2 separate regions of the Ovis aries genome follow, and region 2 is linked to region 1. Evidence: chromatin contacts called from public Hi-C data. All regions are on one chromosome and are shown on one strand. The core of a region is the stretch at or near the end of the contact, and the rest is flanking DNA. Distances in the headings are between cores, read along the strand shown. Region 1 overlaps RAPGEF2 (Rap guanine nucleotide exchange factor 2). Region 2 holds the start of RAPGEF2 (Rap guanine nucleotide exchange factor 2).

What was found. A called contact is a pair of places that touch in the nucleus more often than the background predicts.
Region 2: a Hi-C map of liver shows a contact between it and region 1, with 3 times the contacts expected there. The contact joins the promoter of RAPGEF2 here to the enhancer-like site in region 1. A contact is called at or near these places in 5 of 16 Hi-C or Micro-C datasets (hypothalamus, liver, muscle and 2 more).

The regions. Positions count from the first base shown.
Region 1 is chr17:40,056,679-40,064,000 of ARS-UI_Ramb_v3.0, reverse strand. All of the region lies in intron 1 of RAPGEF2 (Rap guanine nucleotide exchange factor 2), which reads left to right. Among named protein-coding and RNA genes, the nearest start is that of RAPGEF2, 73 kb to the left of the region's middle. Within about 2 kb of position 4,615, at least 8 of the 54 cell types and tissues checked have an H3K27ac peak or open chromatin away from gene starts, as enhancers often do. A contact at or near this core is called in hypothalamus and liver, where this site is marked.
Region 2 is chr17:40,129,787-40,137,108 of ARS-UI_Ramb_v3.0, reverse strand. RAPGEF2 (Rap guanine nucleotide exchange factor 2) reads left to right here and starts at 3,420. Exons shown (of 30, transcript XM_060400663.1): 1 at 3,420-3,546. The coding sequence starts at 3,478.

The DNA of each region.
Region 1 (7,322 bases), core at 3,366-5,865:
TCAAAGGATGACATTATAAAAGCAAAAAAAAAAAAAGGTATGATCTTCCCCAAAAGTCAAGCTCTTTATTTTTTTGAAATTATATTGTATTCATTTACTTGGCTGTGTTGGTCGGGTCTTAGTTGGGGCACACAGGACCCTCGTGGTATCACGCAGGCCCTTTTCCTTGTGGCACATGGATTCTGGTTTTGGCATGTGGGCTTAGTTGCTCCACAGCATGTGGGATCTTAGTTCCCCGGCCAGGGATCAAATCTGCATCCCCTGCGTTGCAGGGTGAGTTTTTAACCACTAGACCACTGAGCTCTGTAAGCCAAGTTCCTTCGGTTCATCAAGAATCTCACGCAGTATCTTTGTTCTTTTACTTTGCCAAATGCTGGTGAAAACTTTGCTGTGGACCTATGTTTGGAACCCCTTCACTGGGCCTCTTTGCAATTTGTCCTTTACCTGGAAAAGGAAGTTTCACAGCCTCCATTTACTTCTTTCTACGGGGATGTTCTAGTTCTGGGATGAAGTAGCTGGTCCGCAAACCCATCTCCCCTTTGTTGCTTTGATCTCAGCGCCAGGCATTCTGGGTTATGAACGTAGTTTAGGAAATGTGGGGGTGAGGGCCCCTTTTGCCTACTTTCTCATTCCCCTTCTGGCTGTGATGGCTCCTAAGTGGTAACTGAATTCACCAAGGGCTCTTTGCCTCCTTCTGGTTTCTGGAGCGTCTTGATAATGATGCCCAAAGGGCTCCGTGTGTGTGTGTATGTGTGTGTGTGTGTTTAAGAGCGAGCAAGCATGCATTGCTGTTGTGATGGCCAAAGGTCTCTTGATTTATGCTACTTAATTTTGAATGTGATAGAGCCCATCATACAGATCAAGTGGACACATCTGCAGATTTAAGCTGTCAGGGGTGGGTGGTACCCCCTGTACAGGTGTGGGAGGTAGGACAGATGTAAGATAAAGATGTTAGACGTTAGTGTCCAAGGAGAGTTTGAAACATCATCGAGAGGCAGGATGCTTCAGAAATTACGACTGTGGTTCTTTCTAAAGGAGCACTCCATTATCAGTATTTTATATGTATGTTTACTAGTCCTTATGTCTTCTCTGCAGTCTAGTAATGCACTTCCTTTTTTGTAACTGTGCCCCACCCCCGGCCCCCCGCCCCTAGTGTTCATCTGATGGGATGGTTAAACTTACCCTCGCCCAGCCACTTCATCTCATATGGACAGATCTGAAAGAGATCAGTTTTGAACGGCACCTAACATGCCTTGAGCATTTAGTTCATTTCTGATGAACAGAGTTGGAAAGCTTTAACTGTGTCCGCAGAATGTTTTTATGTGCTTGTCCTGTCCTCTTGAGAAACAGAGAAGTTTGAGAATAAGTAATACTCTTGGTGGTTGACTCCTCGGTAAAACATTCAAGATGGGAAAAACAGATGTCCAATTATTTTTGTCTTTTGTCCTAGAAAAATGGCAGCAATGAGGTTTTCTATATTTAAAACCTGCTTTCATTCGGAAGCGCTTCCTTTCTGCGGAGAGCCTGTGTGTCCTCGGTGACCTGTTCCGCTTGGCTTTTGTTTTCCCAGGACTGTGTGAACCCGCCGCAGTGGGGATGCTGACATTGGCCTGGTCGTCTGCAGTTAGGTTGTCTTTGGACCTGGAGGTGTCCTGAGGGTGGTTCTGCAGCTCTGGCCCCTGTTGCCAGGTTTTCAGTGGGCTGTCCCCCCCCACCCCCCCCCCAACCCAACACCAGCTCGCCCCACCCAACACCAGCTCGGCTTCTGCAGGGCTTAATCAGAGCCAGACCATCCCTGGGAAAGAGTGCCATCCCGGGCCCAAGGTTTTAACTGTGTCCTTAGAGGAGAACTGGGCCCAGGGGGCATCTGTAGCTCCTTTTTTTAAAAAAAAGAAATGGAAGATGGTCCAGGAATCATTTTCTATGAGTTGGGGGCATTGTGTGCATGTGTGTGTACAGCTGATTTACCTTTTCAGTTGTACTTAATCAGAATTTGAAATGGTAACTTAAAATGTGCTCATTCACTACCTGCTCACCTATTCACAGAGAACAAAAGCCAGGCTGGCATTCAGTTCATGGCAAATCATTTTCTAGTGTGTTAATCTCTATACATGGGCAGTTAACATTTGACTACGTAGTTGGCAGTCTGAGAGATTAAAATGAGAGAGTTACTTCAAAAGATCTGTTTTGATGTTTATTCTCGCTGCCTGAGAGATGTGAATTCTGGGGAGCTGTCGGCTTGGTCATGGGCATTGTTCTGAAGGGGAGATATCATCTCTGAAGCTCATACTGACTCTGTGATTTAGCCACTTGATATTTTTCTTATCTGTCCCCAGGATGAGTTTTTAGTTACAATTGTTGATTTTTCTAATGAGGAATTTTGGGCTTTCCTGGTGGCTCAGATGGTAAAGAATCCACCTGCAATTCAGGAGACCTGGGTTTGATCCCTGGGTTTGGAAGATTTCCTGGAGAAGGGAATGGCAACCCACTCTGGTATTCTTGCCTGGAGAATCCCATGGCCAGAGGAGCCTGGTGAGCTACAGTCTGTATGATCACAAAGAATTGGACACGACTGAGTGACACACACACACACACACACACACACACACACACACACACACAGTGAGAAATTTTAATCCTCAGAAACAATACTTGCTTCCATGGCTGTTTTCCCCTGGGACAGGGCAATGGACGCAGCGTGTGATGGGTATCTAACTTGCTAAACCTAACACTTCTCCTTTAGAAGCATAAAACCTACCGTAGGGTGGCGGTTGCTTCTGAATCATTTAACTCTTACGTTTTCTTCAATAAGAGATAAACTTTGAGGATGATGTGGTACTTCCACTGCTTCTTAGAATTTAGGAAGTACTTTTCTGCCTTCTTCAGTTCATCTCCCCTGGAATGTGACACTTAGGCTCCCTGCCACCTGGAAGCGCAGGAGGCATGGGGCAAGGGTGTGCTCTGCCTAACTCTGAGGTCTCTTTTGTAATTTTCATGGTTAATTCAAAAGGTAATTGCCTTAGAATTACTTCTGTCTGAAGTTTAGGAACTATTCAAAAACTCTGTTTTTTTTAAAGCTCTAAGGAACCCTTAAGGTAGTTTTGGACAAACACAATAACTTAAATCAGTATCGTTTACTTCTAGAATTCCTTATCTGCTGTCTTAAAAAGATGCAGTTGCTCGAGAGTCCAGGGCTGAAGTAATGCTTCCAGACTGAGCTGTAGATGACTGGAATATAATCACAGATTTTCCTGCGTTTTTGACTTGTGAATTTGAATGAAATCGCAGCTCTGGGGCATGGTCTTCCTTTTGGGTGTAAGTTATAGTAAACTCAGAAACAGCCTTCATAAGATTTAGGTTGAAATTGCTGTTTAAGAACAAAGTTTACTGAATCACTTTGCCATATAGCAGAAACTAACACAACCTTATAAATCAACTATACTCCAATAAAAATTAATTAAAAGTACTTTATTTTTAGAGCAGTTTTAGGTTTACAGAAAAGTTGAGAGGCTGGTACAAAGAGTTCTCATATATCCTCTCACACTTTCTCCTATTGATATTTTACAAGTATTTTACAATACTGTACACAATTAATAAACTGATTAAGTGAAAGTGAAGTCACTCAGTTGTGTCCGACTCTTTGCGACCCTATGAACTGTAGCCTACCAGGATCATCCGTCCATGGGATTTTCCAGGCAAGAGTACTGGAGTGGGTTGCCATTTCCTTCTCCAGGGGATCTTCCTGACCCAGGGATCGAACCCAGGTCTCCCGCATTGCAGGCAGACGCTTTACCGTCTGAGCCACCAGGGAAGTCCAAAAAACTGATTATAACACAGTCAAAAAAAGTTTTACTCAAAATCATAACAGTCCACCATGGATTTTTCTGTAACATTTCCCTGAAGTATGTGATGACAGCAGTTATCACAGTATGGAATATTTTTGTTTTAAAGGCTCTGGTGCTTTACCAAGTTGTGAGGGGTGGGGGTGGAGTAGAGGTTTAAAATATGACTTTTTCCTTCTGGGGATGATAGAAATGAAATGATTTTATCAAGAGTGCTGGTGGACCTGTCTCCCATCCCCCATGCCCTCTCTTTAGGGACAGAGGAGAAAGGATGGTCGTGGTCTCTGCACAACCCTAAGGGATGATGTAAAGATCCATCTCCTACTTCGGTGTGTAAGCCCTTGAAGGACTGCTAGTCCTCTCTGCCCCCTGGTGGCCATATGGAGAATTGCCTCAGCTTGTCTGGATACTGGGGCTGAGAACAGCGTTCCCCCTGCCCTTTGTCTCGGTTACTCCCGGGTCGCGCTCACTATGTACTCCCCGGGTCGAGCTCACCATGTGTGTAGGTTGTAGATACCATCGGCTCTGCAGGAGTGTGGGCCTATTCCTTCTTTGCAGCACAGCCTGTTGCTAGATGCAAAGATTAGAACAACATGTAAAACAGTGACTTTGAGGTGTTTCTTCTCTGATGGAGAAGGTGAAATATAAAGTGGCTGCACAGATCTCACTTGGGGGCCCATGTGGGTGGCTCACGAAGCAGTCCCTGCCGCCGGTGGGTAGAGTTGTAGGACACTTACCCAGGGGTGAGGGAGGACCAGTGTGTTCAAGGGACTCTGTGTCAGGGTGGGCCGTACACTGCCAGCTATCTGTATGGGAGGGGTGCAAAGACTATCGGTGGAGGCTTTACTGGGAAGCCAGCCTGAGGGGCTTTGGGAGCAGGTGGTGACAGGCCTGAAAAGCGCAGGCAGGTCTGTGCTCTGAGGCTGGTCAGCTCCCTTTGTACCATCCGTGGTATAAAAGCTGGATTGATGCAGATGGTCATCCAGGGGCCCTTTGCATGTTTTATAAAAAATTCATTTGACTTATTTTTTGGCCAGATAAACATATGAAGAGCATGCATTGATATATACAAATTCTAAAGTATATAAATTTTGGTAGTATTTAAAAGTTTGTCATTCTCGATGTTACTGTGTGCCTGCCTTTCTGCAAATCTCACAGGTCATGAAACCAGCTGCCCTGCTCCCCAAGGGTCTGTATGTGCCGTGTGTCATTATGAAACTATGTGTCTTTTAGTCACATGACCCAGTCAAGAAGAAGAGTCATGCATGCGTGTGGGCCCAGTCACTCCAGTCCTGTCCGACTCTTCGCAACCCCATGGACTGTAGCCTCCTAGGCTCCTCTGTCCATGGGATTCTCTAGGCGAGGATACTGGAGTGGTTGTCATACCTTCCTCCAGATGATCTATATGCTGGTATGCAAATAGTGTCTCAGTAACACATCCAGGGTTGCAGGCCTTCGCAGCAATGGGGAGGAGGACGCCAGAGTGCGTGTTCTTTCCATTACCTCCCAAGGGTGGTTTTAAAATGTTTTAGTTAGAGAACCGTGGCTTCTGCTAGGTAAAACTTTTAAGCTTACCTTGGTGTGGGTAGACACAGCAAAGCCAGCAGATGTTCCCCCAACTTCGGTCCTCCACCTCCTGGCTGTGACCGGGAGCTTGAGCCTTGGATAGTTTGGCTTTTAACCTCCTTGTCATTATTGTGCAGGACAGAACTGTAATTCCTTGCTAGTGGTCTAAGGCTGGAAGGATGCAGTACCTTGTTGTCTTGGCAACAGAGAGCGGTGGGTCAGCACTGCAGTCTCCGGTCCCGAGAAGCTGGCAGGGTGGTTCACCGTGTGGGCCTTGAGCTCTAGCGTGGTCTTGGCCTTAGTTTCTGTGATGATTGAGATGCAGTATTTTTAAAGGAATCAACTTTGCCTCTTAAATTGATCTTATAACTAACTGCAAGGTTGTACCTGGCTTGTGATTCTGATTCAAATATGCAGCTTCATATATGAAATAAGAACTTACTTTAAAGGAGAAGGATATGTTGTTTCTCCTAGTAGAGTGTAGCAAACCTCCTCCCCCTCCCGCCCACTCCATTTGCAGAGCATCTGTGGAGGAGACGGACAGGAAAGGTGAGGGATGTCTCCTCTCTCAGCTCTTCAAAGGTCATGTTAAATACACCCTTACTGCTTAGCCAGTCCTCATGCTGGTAAACAAGGGGAGTTAAAACCTAATTCCTGGTGAATCTTAAGTTTGCTCTGAGGCTGATTCCCTCCTGTGTGAGTCTCTTAGGAGGTACCAGAGAAGGCGCCCACGATGTGGAAAGCTTTCCCTACTTCTTCATGTTGGCCCTGGGTTGTGTTTACAGACTCTGAGCAAGAGAATTCCTTAGGTTGTGAGCAGTCATTCTTTTCAGTGACCTACAGCAGGGATCCCCAACCCCGGGGTCAGATTTTAAGAACCAGGCTGCACAGCAGGAGGTGAGCTGTGGGCAAAGTGTGTGAGGCTTCATCTGCTGCTCCCCATCATTCTCATTACTGGCTGAACCATATCCACTGCCACCCCCCAAACCATTCCTCCCCCCTGCCCCAGTCTGTGGAAAAATTGTCTTCCACGAAACTGGACCCTACTGACCAAAAGGTTGAGTACCTCTGACTTAAAAGAATACTCTTGAGTTTGATAACATGGTTTATGCTAAGCTGCTAAGTCACTTCAGTCGTGTCCGACTCTGTGCGACCCCAGAGATGGCAGCCCACCAGGCTCCCCCGTCCCCGTCTCTCCAGGCAAGAACACTGGATTATATTTGGGGCGAAAAAAAGTCTTTTTCATGGAATACTGCATTCCTGTCTGTCCATCATTGTTCCTGTCTACAGGGCTATAGCAGTTTTATGACTTTTCGCTGCTTTCAAATAACATCTATTTTTGAAAAAAAGGATGTCCTTCCTCAAAAAGATCTATTGTTGGAAAAATGCTGCTTCCTGGTTAAAGCAACATGTTCCTGTTTGTGTCTAAGACTAGAGAATTTTGTAGGGGGGGATCACTTGTATTTTTGAAGGCCTTTTAAAATAGCAGTGGTTATGTGGATTTTGTTTGTCATGGGAGGTGTAACGGGAGGTTAGAAGGTTGTTTGCAAATCATGGTTTCTTGACAAATGACAGTTGGAGCATTTCAGGTGATGTAAGGCTCCAGAACTTTTTCCCTATAGGCAAGTTTGTTGAAAACTTCACTCTGAATGTTTCTTTGTGTAGAAACGGGAAAAAAAAGCATCCAAGCATGTAAGTCCTGGAAGGGCATGTGTTTCCTTGTTCCTGTTATGAGGGAGTTTGCTCTGAGATGCATCCACGCGGCAGGTCTCTAATGGGTTTGAAGTAAGTCTCTTCAGCACCTGCCCTTATGCCTGTTTGTCTCCTTGCTGGGTGAAGGCAGTTCCGTGTACCAGCTCATAGGTTATTTTGGCAAAGGCCAACACAGAAGGGCCGATGAGGGTTGAAACCTCT
Region 2 (7,322 bases), core at 2,171-4,670, 74 kb before region 1:
TTAATTTACCTCATGTTGGGTGAACAAAAGGAACAAATATCATTGATCTTCAGAAGCTTACATCATTATGGAGGGAAACAAACAAGAAATAAATCAAGTAAGTAAAATACGTAGCATGTCAGATGTTGGTAAGGAAAGCAAGGGAGAGGAAGAGGGGCATGTGGAGACAGAGGGAAAATCACATTTGAATAAAGATACAAAGGAGGAGCCGAGAGAACATCATTCCAGGCTTTGTTTTATTTTTTGGTGGCCTAGGGAAGCCGGTCACTAATGCAGGTGGCAGAGGAACTGCAAAGGGAAAGGCCATGAGACTGCGAGTTCTGGAAGTGGCATGGAGGCCAATGTAGCTGGAAAATGAGTAGGGGGTTGAGTTGTAGGGGATGAGTCAGAGAGAGAAGTCAGGGAGGAGTCAGAGAGACAAGTTGGGGAGGACCACTCTGTAGGTCATTTAGGCCATAATAAATAAGGACCTTGGCTTTTACTGTAAATGTGATGGATAACTAATGAACTTTTCTTTCTTTTCTGGCAAAAGAGTAGGGCTTCCCTGGTGGGTCAGATCATAAGGAATGTGCCTGCAATGCAGGAGTTCTGGGTTCAATCCCTGGGTTGAGAAGATCCCCTGAAGAAGGGAATGGCTACCCACTCCAGTATTCCTGCCTGGAGAATTCCAGGGGCAGAGGAGCCTGGCAGAAGAGTAAGTTGAACTGGAATGAACAGATTCACTATACATGTTGGAGGCAATGGGCAAAAAGAGGAAGGCCAGGTAGGTGGTTATTGCCAAGTTTAGGCCAAAGATGATGCTGGCGTGGACCAAGGTCATGGAAGTCAAGACAGTGGGTAGAGGTTAGATTCCAGATACAGTACTTTGAAGGTTGAGCTGACAGGTTTACTGAAATTTGTAGGGTGTAAGAGAAAGAGTCAAGAAAGATGCCAAGGTTTTTCACCTGGGCACTGGGTGACTGGTGTAGATGGCTGTTGGCTGGAATGGGGAAGGCTGTGGGTGGGGCATGTTTGGGGTCAGAGATCTGGAGCCTGGTTTGCACATGTTAATTCTGAGACATCTACTGGGCACCAGATGGAGATGTCAGGTAAGTTTTCTCACTTCATTGGACTTGATTTTTCTTCTTTTCTCTCTTCACAGAGTGGTAATGACACTTATTCAATGTGGTAGTCTATGTCATAAAGAATCTGATGCTGGCCCTCAAGTGAGGAGTTTGAGAGAAATATGGGGAAGCAGTTGGGGCATGGGTAATATCTAGAGATACAAAGATCTAGAGATACAATTTGTAACTCAGATTCAGTTTCAGAAGGTTGGGCCAGGACGGTTTCTTCTCTTGGAAGATGCACAATCTGTTTAATGCCATGCAGATGACTTCAGGAACTTAAAATGTTCATAACCTATTCCAACTGTTTAAAATAAACTAGATGTTGAAACAGTATGTTTGAAAATGGGAGGAAAGTCCACCGTAGTAGGTAGTGCAAATAACAATCCTTTTCTGAATATGGCCTCCATACAGACAGCAAAACATGAACTTATTGAGGGTGAGCGAAAGGGAGGCAGGTAAAAATAAAACCCTAGGACCAGAACTCCAGAACTGTGGCCGCTGGTTGGCTGCCCTTACACTTCTCGACCTGGCCCTGGGGTGGGGGCGGAACACAGCAGGCACAGTGACATCGTAAAGGGCTCTGTCCTAGTGTTTCTGAACCAAGTTTTCTGAACCAAGTAAGTCCGACTTGGGTGCCGGGTCTGGAGGTTTACTCTGCCTCATGCCAAGCACACCTGCAAGGGTTTCTGCTTATGTCACAGGATCTGCTGTCTGAGTCTCGCGCAAAAGGCTGATCACCTTTAAATCGGGAGTGTTTGCCCGTCTAGAGGCGGTGTTTAGTCCAGTGTTGAACCCGCACGTTTCCACCTCCTTAGTTTCGCGGTCACTGAAGTGTCAGGTGCCTGCTGAGCACCGAGGCAGAACGCTTTCCCTGAAGCAAGTCACAAATACACCTAATAAACCCCTAGAGGACTGATTGCCTCTGCAGCGACCCGGAGCCCACCCCCTGGGTTCAAAACGACTGCCCAGGGCGGCCCAAGCTGCGGCCGGACTTCTGTTCCAGGTCAACTTTCAGCCCCGGCGGCCGAGACCTGGCGGCAGGGGGAGTACGGAGGGGCGAGGGGACGCTGCAGATCCCCCGGGATTCTGAGTGGGATGTGGGTAGGGGGCGCGGCGTAAGCCGGGGAAGGGGTGGGGAGTGGGGAGAGGGGAGTCTGCGCCTTCCGCCCCGGCGCTGAGACTCGTCGCCTCCCCGAGGCCAGGTGGAGCGGGGCCCCCGCCAGCCCCGCCAGGGCGCTGCCAGCCCGGGCCGCCGGGCCACCCGGCTCACCTGGGCCGCCGAAGGTGCCGCTCGCCGGCGAGGGCGCGGCCGGCGGGCCTACAGGCTGGGGGCTCGGGGGCGGGCCCGGGCGCAGGACGCCCGGCCCCCGCCGACGCGGCGCGAGCCCACTGGCCGCAGACCCGTCACTCACTCTTCACCATGGTTGCAGCACAAAGCGACCGGCCCCGGAGGCCGCTTCCTCCCTAAGGAGCCGCGGGGCGGCGCGGAGGCGCAGGAGGAGGAAGAGGCGGGGAAGAGGAGGGGAGTCGCCGCTGCCCAAACACTCTCCGGGGGGCTGCGCGCGACGCCCGCCGCCGGGAGTCCGGACCCGGCTGCCCACGGCCCCTTCCCTCCGCGCCCTCAGACCGGGAACAAAGTTGCCGAGAGTCAGGCGGCCGAGGGCGCAGCCGGGGGCGCTCTGGCCGCTCCGCGCGCGCCAATGGGGGGAGGCGGCGGCGGCGGAGCGCACGGCGGCTGCCGGGGCGGCGGCGGCGGCGGGGCGGCCCGAGGGGATGCAGCGGCAGCCGGGGGGCTCGGCGGAGCTCAGTAGACAGAGCTCCGGCGCGGCGGAGCCGGAGACCGAGGCGATTCAGCTCCGGAGCGCCCGGACCTGAGACAGTCCTCAGACGGCGGCCGCGGAGCCGGAGTGCCTTCCGGAGACCCCGAGAGGAGGGGGCGGCCCTGCGCCCGGAGGAGCGGGAGGCCCGCGCGCCCCGGCCTCCCCCCTCACCGCGGCTCGAACTCCCTAAAAATAACTCAGGCCCGGGAGGGCCGGGAGGAGCCGCCGCCGGCCCCGAGAGGAGCCGGGGAGGCGTGTCGATCCAGGGCCCGGAGGGAGCCTTCCCGACCGCGCGGCGCAGAGGAGGCGGAGGAGGCGGAGGAAGCAGGAGCTCCCGGCTGCCGGGCGCCTCGGGGACCCTCGGGCCTCACGCCCCCCGCCCCGCCGCGCGCCCGGGGCCCCGCCGCCCGGCCGCCGCCGCGGTTTGGCTGGTTGGCCGGAGGCGGGCGGGCGGAGCGCGCAGGGCGGAGGCGGCGGCAGCGGCGGCGGCGCTGGGCCGGGAGGAGGCGGCCGAGGGCGCGGAGCGGCCCCGGCCCGGGCCGCGGGGGGAGATGGCGTCCTACGTGGATAACAGCTTCCGCCAGGCGGTGATGAAGAACCCGGCCGAAAGGACCCCCCAGGTGAGACCCGTGTCGGCGGCGCCCTCCCAGTCCCCACGCCTCCCGACGCCGTTTGCCCCGCGCACCCGCGCCTCCCATTAGGTCCCCAACTTCCAGTGGCTTCATCGGGTCGTCCTGGCGTTATTTTCCCCTCTCTTGGGTCTTCTTGTTTTCGCTGCCCTCTCGGTACTGTCCTGCTCCCGCGATTGTCCGGCGGGGCAGAGAGGTCTTTCCCGAGCGTCCCGGCTTCCCAGCCGCTCGCTGGGCCTGCGAGTCAGCGGGGGTGACCTCCCCTCGGCCGTCCTTCTTGTCCCACCGGTCTCAGTGCTTCCTTCCTCCGCGAGCCTATGGCCCCTTCTGCCTTCAGAGTTCTTGGGTGTTTGCAGAGGTGTTGAGGAAACTTAGAGGGCTCTGCGAAAGACAAATTCGCGGTGGCCTTCTAAAGTGAAACGTTGAGATGTTTGTATATTTACTGTTTTGCTTTTTTTGGGGGGGAAAGGATGTCGCTTTCCAAGGAAGGGAGGAAGAAAGTTGGATAGCTAGGTTACTCAGACAGAATTGCAGATCAGGCATGTTCAAATACTAATCCCCACCTCCTCCCCCGCCCCCGGGAAGGGCACCCTGCGGATTCTTCTGGTGTTGCACAACCTTGTCAAAATTAGGTAAGTTTGTTAACCTTTATACGTTTCGTTTACCTTCAGGCTTATTTTTCTCTGGCTTTAAGTGGAGGAATTGCTGATGGTGTTGGATCTGGTCGTCTCTAGTTGGACTAGAAAGGGGGAGATGTATAAAAGTGTGGTGGTTTGATTTTTTTTTGCTTGTAGTTGCTGACTGGATAATGACGCATGCGTTGGGATGGTGACTCCAGGGGATCCTGCTGCCAACCTTCTTAAGACAAATAAGCCCTCCTGATCCTTGGGACCATCAGACATTTAGGATCTAGTGCTTGAAAGAGTGGCTTCGCTTGTTAGGTGTTGGATGCCATCTGTTCACATCCAAATGCTCTCCTTCTCTGCCGTTGACGGTTGTTATTTAATGCGGGGAAAAGAGGATAAAATAGACTCTTCCACCGGCTGCCTTTTGGGCAAGGCCCAGGAATGGCACCTGGTATCGTTTTTCATTTTTTTTTTTTTTCTGATGTAGCCGTCACATCTGGGGAGTGTAGCTAGAGTGCGCATATTTACCAAACGTGTGGAAGATGGGTGATAAATTTTACAAGGAAAATTCAGTTCACACTGTCACCGGAAAGTTCCCGTTCTAAAGGATTACTTTACCAAAAACAAGGACTGTGCTGCTCAGGTCCTGTTGCACTGCCTCTCCTGTGCCTTTTCCACCTACTGTTTGTTTTGCGGTTGGCAATCACTCAGTCCTCTGCATCTGAAACTGTAGGTTCTCAGCCACAGTGTGATGGAAAAGCTAATTTCAGTGAAGTGTTTCAATGCCTTTCAGTGTTTGAGGTGCCAAGTGAAATCACACATGCTGAGAATATTAGAACTCAGTAAGGTGGTCAGAAAATGATGTCAGAGGCCTTGGGTGGAAATTAGAGAGGGGGAAGTGGTGTGTTCGGTTGGTTGATTAGAATAGCAATGACTCAATACCTACTATCAGGTGGTGGTGGTGGGGGTAGTCGGTCACCAAACAAGCCTGAAAGAGGCAGAATGTCCACTGTGACAGTGCGTGGATTGTGCCAAAGAAATGAACTGTTAAACTTTCCTGTTTCTGTGCCAGCTCTGGAGAACAGAGTGAAAACAGACCAACGTAGAACTTGGCCTGAGTCAGAAGTGGGCCAGTTGGTACTGACACCAACAGTGTGGAAGCTTCACTGACAGCCTGAAAGCAGCATATCTATCTCCCTCCCCCGAGCCCCTCCACACACACCTTCACAGAACAAGTCACCTTCAAGAAACTTAGCAAACATTTTGAACTTTCATAAGTGTCCGCCCTATTAATTTTAAAGCTCAATGCAAACCTCCATGTTTATCATTTTAAAGAGAAAGTAGTTGGTAAGGTGAATGCTTCCCATCTTTACCTGGCTTGTTAAAAAGAATTACTCTTCTTCTAAAAGTTTGAAATTTACTCAGAAGTAAAAAAAAGAAAAACAACTTTGGTATCAGGTGCCTTTTCTGTTGAGTGCTTTGTGAATGCAAGGACTGGAAGTTTTCCTGCACTCTCTTTTTTCATGACTACTTGAGAGTTAGAATTTTGTAATATAAAAGCCAAGTTATTAAACCTATGAACAGACACACGTGAATCAGGAAAGTTTTGATGTTCTTCCTTCTGTTTTTCAGATAGATTTATGAGGAGTTTGTATGATTCTTATGACAAGCAAAAGAAAGGCGCTTTAAGAAAAAAGATAGAGGAAAAAAACATATATATATATATATATATATATATATATATATAGTTAAATTCATTTCCTTTTATTTTTTAATCCCACCAACGCAGTCTCCTAAACCCCGAGAAGACATACTTTTGTATCAGGTCAGTCAGTTGCCTAGACGTAATCATGCTGTCACTTGTATAACCTAAAAAGTTAGCTAAGAAGTTAAAGAGGTTTTGGGGGCAGGGAGAACCTCAGTGCAGACACAGGGACTTTGAAAATTATAATGAAATTAGGAAGCTTTTCATAGCCACCTGGGAAATGGAATCCATTTTTCCCATTTATTTAGGCACTTCAATAGAGGGGGGATGGTAAGGAGAAGCAAGCAAAATTGTCACCCGAATTTTTAGCCAGATGTTGTGCATTCAGATTTAAGGGGCTGTCACTGTTTCGCCTGATATTCTGGGAGGAGGAAAAAAAGCTATCTTTAATCCAGTATGTATCCAGTATTGTGTGTCTGGAAAATGGCTAAGTTGTAGTCAATGGGGCACTGTATTCTCACTAACAAATCTCCTTGAAAATAAGGAACACTTCACGTTCTATTGAGATTTTTCAGTGCACCTCTTGGTGAAAAACAGGACTCTTAAGTAATTGCTTTATTAAACTATTTGGGTTTATGTCTTTAATCACTTAAGTGGGAAGCTTGGTCACCTAAGCAATTTAGTGAAGTAAAAGATGTAAATAAATTACAACCAGCTTCACCCCCAAGGCTTTAAACAATAAAATGAGTTTTCTAAACCATTTTATTAACTTACTGAGTTCAGACCCTTTCAGACTGCTTAGGTAGGGTGTTTAAATGCCTGTTTTTAGTCTTTCAGGTGAAACATCTATTGCAGAGTTGTTTTTTTCTGCTTTAAAGATTTAATATGTGTTTTTAGCTAGTTGTAAAAGTTACTTTTTGAAATGGTTTGTGTTTTAAAATTGTTTGTATTTTAAAAAACAGCCCTTGCCTTGCCTCTTCCTAGTTAATATTACTTGGTTCTTCACTGATCTTTCTGGGGGGAGTGTGTGGCTGTTACACCTTTTGATTTAGTCGCTAATTCATGAATTTGTCATCACAGTACATGACTATTCTTTGCAAAAGTCACTTGGTAGAATACCTCTTGAGTCTTAATGAGAGGGTTGAAAAAGGGAACTTTAGCATAGGGAACTTTAAATTGTGAGAATCTGCACAAAAAGAGTTTCTCTGGTGGATGTTTAACTTTCATATCTAGTGGAAGAATTGTCTATTGACACATAAAAATTTCCATTTCTTTTTATCATTGTTTATTAGCAGTCTTATATTTTCATCTGACAACTTATACTTTATATTTTGGCTCGTTTGGGGGCTCTAGTAATAAATAATTTGTCTCAAGTAGTTTTTGTTCATAAAACACAACTAAATGATCTGGGTGCAATTTTGAAAAGCATGTTTCAC